Linked DNA regions of Gasterosteus aculeatus: region 1 is linked to region 2. A link is a contact called in public Hi-C data. All regions are on one chromosome and are shown on one strand. Each heading gives the region's core, a stretch centred on a gene start, on an enhancer-like site or on the middle of the called end of the contact. The rest is flanking DNA. Distances are from core to core; before and after follow the strand shown. Region 1 holds the start of aktip (akt interacting protein). Region 2 overlaps irx5a (iroquois homeobox 5a).

What was found. Hi-C and Micro-C count contacts between places; a contact is called where the count stands out from the background.
Region 1: a contact with region 2 is called in a Hi-C map of whole body, with 3 times the contacts expected there. The contact joins the promoter of aktip here to the enhancer-like site in region 2. A contact is called at or near these places in 2 of 6 Hi-C or Micro-C datasets (skeletal muscle and whole body).

Annotation. Positions count from the first base shown.
Region 1 is chr12:18,997,691-19,002,519 of fGasAcu3.hap1.1, reverse strand. It overlaps aktip (akt interacting protein), which reads right to left and starts at 2,593. Exons shown (of 11, transcript XM_040165052.2): 1 at 2,260-2,593; 2 at 1,799-1,877; 3 at 1,388-1,512; 4 at 1-40. The coding sequence starts at 1,435.
Region 2 is chr12:18,605,353-18,610,287 of fGasAcu3.hap1.1, reverse strand. irx5a (iroquois homeobox 5a) reads left to right here. Exons shown (of 3, transcript XM_040167696.2): 3 at 1-460. The coding sequence ends at 150. Among protein-coding and RNA genes, the nearest start is that of irx5a, 9.4 kb to the left of the region's middle. Within about 2 kb of position 1,262, at least 7 of the 9 cell types and tissues checked have open chromatin away from gene starts, as enhancers often do.

The DNA of each region.
Region 1 (4,829 bases), core at 1,344-3,843, 390 kb before region 2:
GCTCACTGTGTCCACTCTGATCCTCGCTGTCAGTTCTCTGCTGTTTTGTATGAGAAATATAAACAAGAATCTCAGCACATCAGATGTATAGAAAAAGAAACAAGAAGTCCAGCGGTGTGAAAAGAAGGCAGAAAAAAAAAAGTCTTTAGATTAGAAAATAATATCATTTGAGCCATTATGCAGTTACATTACATTACAGGTAATTTAGCTGACGCTTTTGGGGGAGCCAGGGTTCGGACCGCCAACCTTCCCTTCCCAGCGCACCCTCTCTACTCCACGCGCCACCGTCGACCCAGTTGATCAGTTTACAATGTGGCGTGTCCAACATCTCAGGTTACACTGCCAAAGTTGCGTTTAACTTTTACCGGTCACAATGATGCAGCCAGCGTACAGTGTCACTATTCACAGAGCAAAAAGCATCAGGAAGCCACAACAAATGCTGATGATTACAACCAGTATGCTAGGAATGTTTACAGTGGATAATTGCCATGATGCAACGTATTTAGCGTCTACATTCATTGAAGTCGGACTTGAATACCTAATGTTTGAAATGTTTCTTTGAGGCTGGAAAAGAAGAACTCCTGCTGCACTCATGCTCAGGCTGGACCTCCTACATTCTTCGCTTACATAAGCATGCTGAAATGTACCTCCCCTTCACTTTGTGGGAATTCAGTTGGGCACTACCTCGCTGTACTAAAATCGCCAGAAGTAAGGCTTGCTGGTAAAGCTATACACTGCTCAAAACAAACCGTTAACTACAGAAAGTAAACTGAAAAGGAACTATCTTTCTTAAATATCAGATGACTGATGTCTGAACACAGTTGAGGGTGCAGAGTACCAACACATCATCTTTATAAGTGCTGAGAGCTGTTGACACTGATGCATGTAGGGAACTCTGCTCAGTGGCAGAGCAAGGTCAACGGATTGGGGATTCGATTTCCCGCTGGTCCATGTCAACGTGTCCTTGGGGGCATTTAAAACCCAGAGTTGCTCTGGCAAACTGTGCCAGTGTAGAAATGGATGTTAATGGTTAGTAAGATACCTGATGCGCAGGCACCACCTCGTCATAAGATGACATGATGCGGGGAAAGAGCTTTGAGCACAAGGAAAGTGTCGTACAAGTGCAGCCCATTTACCATATAGTGTTAATTACTTGGGAGAAAAAGTCAGGTACCGTTTAATCTCCAAGTTGATCACAGATGTATGAAATTTATTGATGATGCAAAAGGAACTTTGAAGGATCTTCTGAAAACTTTAGCAAGCGTATGATCCATAAAGATAAATCCATATTAAATTGTTTAAGAATGGTGCACCCTTGCAAAACTACCATGTCAAGCTCATCATATGAACACTAAACAATATTATAGTACAATGTTTTGAACTTTACCTTACGACTTGAATTGGAAGACATGCTCCAGAAGGGGTTTAAGTTCATTACTCATCCAGAGGTTCAGAATGGTGTCCCTCTTTCTATGTAGATCCCACGACAAGAGCTGTACTGGCCATCCAAAACTGTAATGACAAAAGAAAGAAAAGACGCTTGACACAAGTGACTGTAGCTTCCGTTCAAAAGAACACAGGTCAAGTATTCAAGTATACAGTCAAGTATTTCATACGGATCTCGTGTCATCTAGCAGGTTAACACTATGGCAATACTTCATTGCAATTTCATAGTCGTTATCAATCTGTCTTATCAATAAGTGCAGATGGAAAAACAAAATGAGAAACGTTGACAATCGCTATAATGACAGGGGATGTGAGGGATTGTTTGGGATAGCTTAGCTCTGTGCTAACTTACGTTAGCTGTTTTCATGAAGGAAGCGAAGAGTTTGATTGCCATCGACGTTTGGAAAGTCAGTTGTGTAGCAAGTTGATCGCTGTAGTTTGTCGTCGGGTGGCAACACCAGAGAACAGTGTTTGAATTTCAATAAAATCTGCTATTAATATCGTGGCATTCCTGACAGGATATCGAGTTTTGTACCATTCGTCATAACGGTGCTAACGTTGCGTTAGCAAACAGTATAGACTTAACAGAACGTTAGCTTGCAGCTTAAACTCTAACCACATTCTCCCTCAAAGCCTAAAAGCAGGATGTGCACACACAGACGTTGTCACACCTGTTTTCCTTAACTAAGGTTAACAATGTATTAGTTATAGCATTAGCTTGCAATGCTACTTTTAGCGTTGCCAACACATTGTCTAACGTTATACCTTTAAGTTAAACTGTTGCGAAAGAAAAAACTATGCGATGAAACTCACCGTATTTGTCAGAGAGCTTTACAATGAGCTTTTAAGAGCGATATTAACGTGTGTCCTAGCGTATGTATCGCTGAACTGCTCAGCTGTTCGTCAGTCCTTTAAGTGTCATACCGGCTAACTAGCTAACATTGGCTAGCTAAATAATTTGACAGACAGAGAAACCAGAGTTCAATCTAACAACTGAGGGGGCGTTTCGGCGTATGGCTTCGGATTTGTATTGGTCTACAGGATAAACTTCTCACATTTCATTTGCTGGTTTCCTCGTCACGTGAGTAGGGAAAGTAGTTCGTGGAACAATGGCTTGCTGTCAATCAAACCGTGAGTACAGTTGCTGTGTTTTTCTTTTGTGGAACAAGAAAGAAAGGAAGATACGGTGATTTATTGCACAATGAAAAGGCGTTTTTAACAGAAGACATTTTTCTTATCTGACAAACCACAGGATAACCTAATTCGAGGGACTTTTAATTTAGCTATATTAAATTAAATGGAATAGTTGTAGATGATTGCTCGGGATGTCTTATATAATAATGAATATAATGTCTACTAGCGGTATCTGCACTGCTGCTCGTTGACTAGGTTAATCAAGTTGCAATGAAAAAAGTGTTATTGTTGTATTGTTATTGAAGTCTGTCGTGTCCGTTAATAGTTAATTCATTTCCCCAAAATGGTATTGACCCATTTTCTTTGCGAAAATCAACATGGCTGTTTACTCCAGGGTGGTTCATTTTAGAAATATTTCATATTTTGCTAAATTAATTGGCTAAATTCGAGGTTGAATAAACATTGTTAATAGAGCTACTGTTAAATATTTGAATGTAACGTTAGAGTCCAAAATAATACATCTATTTTCTGCTTATCCTCTTCAGGTGCCATTATTAAATGTTATTGGAGTTTTTTAACACTGAATATCAAGTGCATTTTTCTTTTTTCATAACACTTTTCCTCCGGATCATAATATCAATGTTTTTTTTTTGTGTGTCTTTTTAAACGACATTATCTGTTCAGTGTCCCCTAGAAAAAACGCTGCAGGCCCTCTGATGAATAATAAAATAATAAACACTTTTCTATTGCCTTAATTTCAATGTTTCAGTGCACCTCACAGCCATAGTCCCTTGAGGATAAGACTCAAGCCATCTGCGTCACATATTTCTTTAGTATCGACCATGCTTCATTGGCAGTTCATTCTGCTGATTGATTGATTTCCTAACAATTACCCCTAATTATTTTTCTGGGTAAGAAAAAAAAAACTAATTTAATGCATGGGTGATTACATTAATTGGGAGAAATGACATTGTCCAAGTTTCAGAGTAAATACAAATTATTGACTCCATTATTGTTATCTGATTGTGTATTGTTCCAAGTACACTTCACTGACAAAGGTAATTAGTGTCCTGCTGCTTCATTGGGGCAGCCGGCAACGCAAGGTCACCATCACTCTTTTGACATGTACAAATCAAAGATCACCTCAAAACAAATAAGTTTATGCCTGGTTTGCCTCCATCGACATTGAGATAAACTGTCTGACACAAACAAGGGGGCAAATATTCACACCATTGGTTTTGTAATGAGTTTTTTTGTCTTTGCCATTGATTCTTTATCTAATCAACTATTGTGACCTTGTTTGGTCAAACAAATACTCTAATGAATGTAATTAAAATGGGGAGATTGGATTAACTAATTGAATATGTGACCGTTATGAAACCCGTTGGAGCTGTGTTTCCTTAATACTGGAAATATTTCAGCATCTGCTATTTGGTGGGAGGTCAATTATTATACCCTTCTCGGGCATTAAGCTTTATTTTGATTAGAATATATATATAAAGCAGTAAAGGCTATATACAAAATATCAAGTTGACAGGGGCCACGGTGATGATGAGCTACAGTACTGCATGTGAATAGTATCATATCAGCATCAGATCCCTTTTTATATTTGCAATGTAGATCAATGATGTAATGGTATATTTTATTATCTGATTTTTCCTGTCTGAAAGATTTATATATATTGTTTTTTTTCCATCTGCGTGCCGTCAGCTGAAATTCAAATTTAACATGAAATATGTTCCCTGCTGTAGGTCCATTTCTTCAGAGACTTTTAGGCCGATGGACTCAAGTCTACAATTGCGTTTAAATGACAGTTAAAAATTACAATTGGCAGTCCCTGGTGAAGCCTGTCTTCACAGCATAGACATAAAAAAGTGAGAAAAGATGATTCCACATCCAGATAATATGTAATAACAATGTTAGTTTGAATAAAGAAAGCCAAATCTAGATTCAAATGTAATATTCATTTTAGAAATATGAACAACTGGGGAGTAAAGAATACAAAAGAAAAAACATCAGCCAAATCCTTCATATAGCAATAGTCTTTCCTTGTCCCCGAGGCTATGGCCTGCTAAAACCTCAATGCAGCAATTATTTGCTGTAATGACTGCAGTTCAAATAAGCCTGGAGATTTTATTAAACCAAATGAGAGAATCATCGGTGTATTATCACCTTGTGATTGACAGTGACAAGTGTTTGGGAAGCTCGGATATGAGCATGATGAAGAAGCTCTTGGCAAAGCTCTCAAT
Region 2 (4,935 bases), core at 13-2,512:
TCCACGGCACATTTCAATGGATTAAACCAGACTGTGTTGAATAGAGCAGAGGCTTTGGTAAGAGAGAGCCAGAAAGTCAGAAGCCAAACGCAGGTAGATCTTTGTAAAGACTCCCCTTATGAACTAAAGAAAGGTATGTCAAACATTTAATACCTGCTTATTTTACACTCACTGCGGACTTTTATTTATTTTTTTGTGGTTGCATTAAAAAAAAAAAAGAAAAGAAAAAAAGAATTATGATGAAGCAAATTCTGACAGCAGATATTTTCAGAGTAAATGCTTATCTTCAAATTTTTAGTTTCTGAATGGTTAATTATAAAGTGTAAAGAGAATGGTCTTAATTGCTGCAGCCACCTGAGTCTGTTTGTATTATAGACTAACGTGTATATTTAATGTAGCATTTTTGTATTTAAAATGGACAACACACTATCTTTGAAGTAAATTATGGAGAAAAAAAAAATGCCTGTGCAGCGATTATTTTTGGTGAGCCATTGGCTTCGCCTGATATGTGTCAAAAGTACTTCGAGGCCAATTTATCTACACAATATGAATTGAATTTTGTACGGTGACAGATTTTTCTATGGTAGTTGCCATTCCAAAAAAAAAAAAAAGCTTTTGGGAGTGAGAGCTCTGACAAACGACAGAGGAAGGGCCTACTACATTCAGCATATGGATGTTGGAAACTCTAAACAATAAAAGAGTTCATCTTCCGTTTTTGCTGCAAATATATCGTTTATTTTATTATTTTTTGTGACTGAAGAATGTTGGAATCGACACTCAATATCGGTCCGGGAAATATCACCATTTTATTTTCTCTTTGAATACAACGTGGGCCCTTTTTTTTCTTCCTTGAGCATCTTTGTGAACGTGGATATTGATATCACAACAACACCGAGGCGCAGTCGTTTAACCCAATTACCTATCGTGCTTTATGCGGAGCAATCAGGTGGTGAACTCCGGTAATGAGCTCGATTTTATGCCAAATTTAGAGCTCATTACTATTTTCCAAGGCGTGGCAAAGCTGTTAAAAAGGGACGCGACCATGCATTTAGAACATACTGGCCTATTATATACCATTAATGAAGAGTATCCTGTAATGGCGCGTTGGATGTGAAACACTGATGTCTGGAGAAAAAGGGGAGAACGCTGTGACGCACATGCACATGCACATGCAGAGACACGCGGAATGTTTTACACCGTGCAGCCGGTAGCCCGGCGCTGTCCGCTAACTCTTCCAACTTCCGCAGGTAGGTGTCACACTTGCTCCTAATTTCAGGGGGACTCTTTTGTTAATCCGTCACGGAAACCCATCCCTGATCAAATGGCCTGGTTAAAAGGAAGTGGAGCCAATGGGGCACACACACACACAATGATCACAGTTATTATGAGGATTATAGCAACTATGACAAATGGATAAAAAAAAAAGAGCCACAAATTACATACTTGACGGACATGCAGAGCAAAAAAACATAATTGAAAAAAGCGAGGTGCTTTTGAATTTTACATTTTGTTTTGTTGCTGATGATTTATTAATGTTAGAGTAATACATTCAACCAACTAAAAGTACAATATAACAAAATCTAGTATTATACTGATGATCACTATTGCTAATAGCAAAAATATATAATATAATTTATAGGCCCATTAATGTTTTTATTTGAACTACCCGCCTTGAATATTAGTTTATGCAGTGGTTATTTGGTGGATATTACATTGCAGTTTAAATGGTACATTACTATAATACCAATTATTATGAATAATAATAATAATTATTATTAGTATTAATGCTGTTATTGTTGACCTCCACTGAAGTGGGACAGCATGATCTTGTTTATGGCTGCCATTAATCTCTATAGTTTACTTTCCCCTTCTCCAATTGGAAATCTCCCCTGAGGTTTCTATAATTCCCTTAGCCTTAATGTCCTCTACTCGGGCCCTCTATTTTAATCTGACAGAGTGTGCTGGAGCAGTGATTGCGACACATCAACCGGCTAAATAGCATAATTATGTTTTTTCTTTGCCGATCCCCGGAGGTTTGAACTGTTCGATGCGATGTCCCCTCGGAGAGTATTAAGACTTTTATTAGTTATCGCGTCGATTTCTCGGAATTGATTGAAGAAGTCATGTTTCACAGGGACAATATACACACTGTTTGTGTGGTGTAAATCCTCTGTGTGGGACTATAGGTAAACACTGTGACAATTTGTTTTACGTGTGAGTGTATGTGTGTGTTTGGGGGAGGAGGGGTTACAACAAACTAAACGCGGCAGAGCTATTCAGATTAACTTAACCTAACTTGTTTGTCGTTCCTCTCAGAGGTGAAACAACCTAAACAAAATAAAACGATCTTTAATATAACTTTTTTTTGCTACGGATACCATTTTCTTTTACATATTTTAGGTTATAATGTGGATTTTCTTCTCCCAATTATTTCAAAATTGACTCCCTCCAAAAAAGAAATGTTTAAATCACCCAGTGGGAGAAGATGCATCACACATGCTCCTTGAGTCGGGGTTACTTATGCAATTGATTAACTTACGTACTACTAATAATAATAATTAATATTGGTCATATTATTATTATTATCGTTAGTATTGTTATTATGCAATTAATAAAACAAATGTTTATAGCCTATATCGACAGTTTATCTGATGTCCCTGTGTTTCAGCTCAACATGGCGACTATTTAGCACATCGCAACGTGTGCAAAAAAAGAAAAATATCTCGCTAATTAAAATATTGGATATATATTTGATCGTTGATTATACTTGTTCTATTTCTGGGCGTGATGAAAGCCAGTCAATTAACCCCGTGATTACTTGGAGGAGCGGAGCGGGAGGATGTGCAACCCTTCATCAGAGGCATATAGCCTGCAGGGGAGATGCTCCCTGCAACTTAATACAACTTGCTCCCTGGCTTCCCCTTGGCTTGAATGGCGTGTCGGTTCATTGTTGGGATTGCTACAATGTGAGCATACTAAGTAGGGGTGAAACCGTTCCCACGTGTGGAAAAGGGGGAAATAATCCGACAGGAGAAGAAGCAGGAAAGAAAAGAGGAGGATAAGGTCTGTACCCTTCACTCCGACTTTGTTACTGTTGAGGTCTCAGACGATCCGGGGTGTTTTGGAAAAAAATGCTTCTTGTTACTGTCGTCATATCAATTAAAGATCCCCCCCTCCCCCTCTCCAAAAATAAAGGCCACGGGATAGGCTACATTAATTCTAAAGGCCGCAACTTAAGATGTATTTACATTAGCTGAATCAACTATGAGGGTGAATACTGCTGCTTTGACCTGAACGACTACAATGTACATTTTTTGCCAATCGAAAAATGCATCATAAGTCATTTATTTGCATATAGCAAACACAAAAACTATCTTCTTTGTCAGAACAGCAACAGCAAACGCTTCTCTTTCGTTACGGCAGTGCCTGTGTCACCAAGGGGAGTTTCATTAGTGACTGGAAATAGTGCCAATAGGCTGAATAACGAAAGAATACTGCAGTTGCTTCTTTTCGACACGATTGGATCTAATGTTGAAAGTTTGCACCCGTTGCCCCTTCAAACCCTTTTGTTATTGTAATGATCTTAGCATCATGGTGGACACTCATCACAGGTGCTAATGCTGCTCCATCGCCCGCTACAAACATCCCTTTTCCAATAACAGACATTTAGGCGGAGGGGTTGTTGTAAGAAAACAATATTTATCTGAAATGCCATTGATGATAGCGGGAACCGGTTTGGGCCAAAGATGTACACCAGGGGCAGACTTGTGATGAAACTCGGGCGCTGTGGACCAAACGGATTATAGACACCTGCCACCGGACAGGTCCGTGAACGCCTCTCAGATCCTCCCGTATTCTGTCGGATCACAAGGTGAAACCAAAACCTGCTGATGAACACACTTCCAACAGCGCCGAGGGGACCGAGTGCGGCCGGATCACAACCCGCAGTCCGTCTGCACACTGTGCACGTCGTTTACGAGTCGGGGGTCACATTTTGCTCAGATGTGTAAGAAGACACCCGCTATTTGACGCGCGCAGATTATTGACGGCGGTTGCGCGTGATCAGCAACGCGGTCGTTTCCTAATGAGGTATAAAGTGGGTTAAAGTAAAAAAGAGGGTGTTGTTTGTTTGTTTTTTTTTCTTCTTGCAAAAATGCGGTTCGTTTATATCTGGGTCTGAAATGCAGTTGGCTGTTGAGGTATTTGTCTCTCCTTCATTTTTCCTTTAAAAAAATTGCCCTCCGCTTCAAACCACATCTCATTGTGACGTTTTACATTGACCGTCTGTGGTTGTGAGAATTGTAAAGCATATGCAGCATATTCTATGTGGCTTTAAAAGCACAATAACAAATAGTTTATTATTTGGCCCCGAGTTTTGCAGTCAGCTCTTTTTCATTATGTTCCAAATGTTAAGAAGTGAGAGGCTCATATTTAGTGAGGACGTCTGCTCACTCATGGCTACTTAATCATCATTATTTCCTAAATGAGAAGGCTAATTGAGGACACAATATTTCTTCTGGCAAGACTTCCCAGAAGACTTGATTTGACATGATGTGAGTCGTGTTTGGGCCATACAACTTGTAAAACTGATTCAATTGGACATTTAACAATTGACTGCAGAAATGCGTCAACCCACCTTTTGGAATCATTAAAGAAAAAAAAAAGTGTCTACGTAACTTGAGTCTAAAGCTTTGGCACCAGTGTTCATGTTAAGTGGAGTTATAAAACGGTCTTGAACACCCTTTAAAGCGACCCAGATAAGGTGGCACAGAGTGATTTACCACTGTTTTTTTGCACTTCATGGTCTGTTTTTCTATTTCTCCGTGGAGTTCCTCTGGGAGAGATTACACGTGTAATTTTCAGCTGTGAGATGGTTTAAGTGTCCCCCCCCCCTTCCCCAACATAAATAAAACATTTCTATGAAGAAGGGGGGGG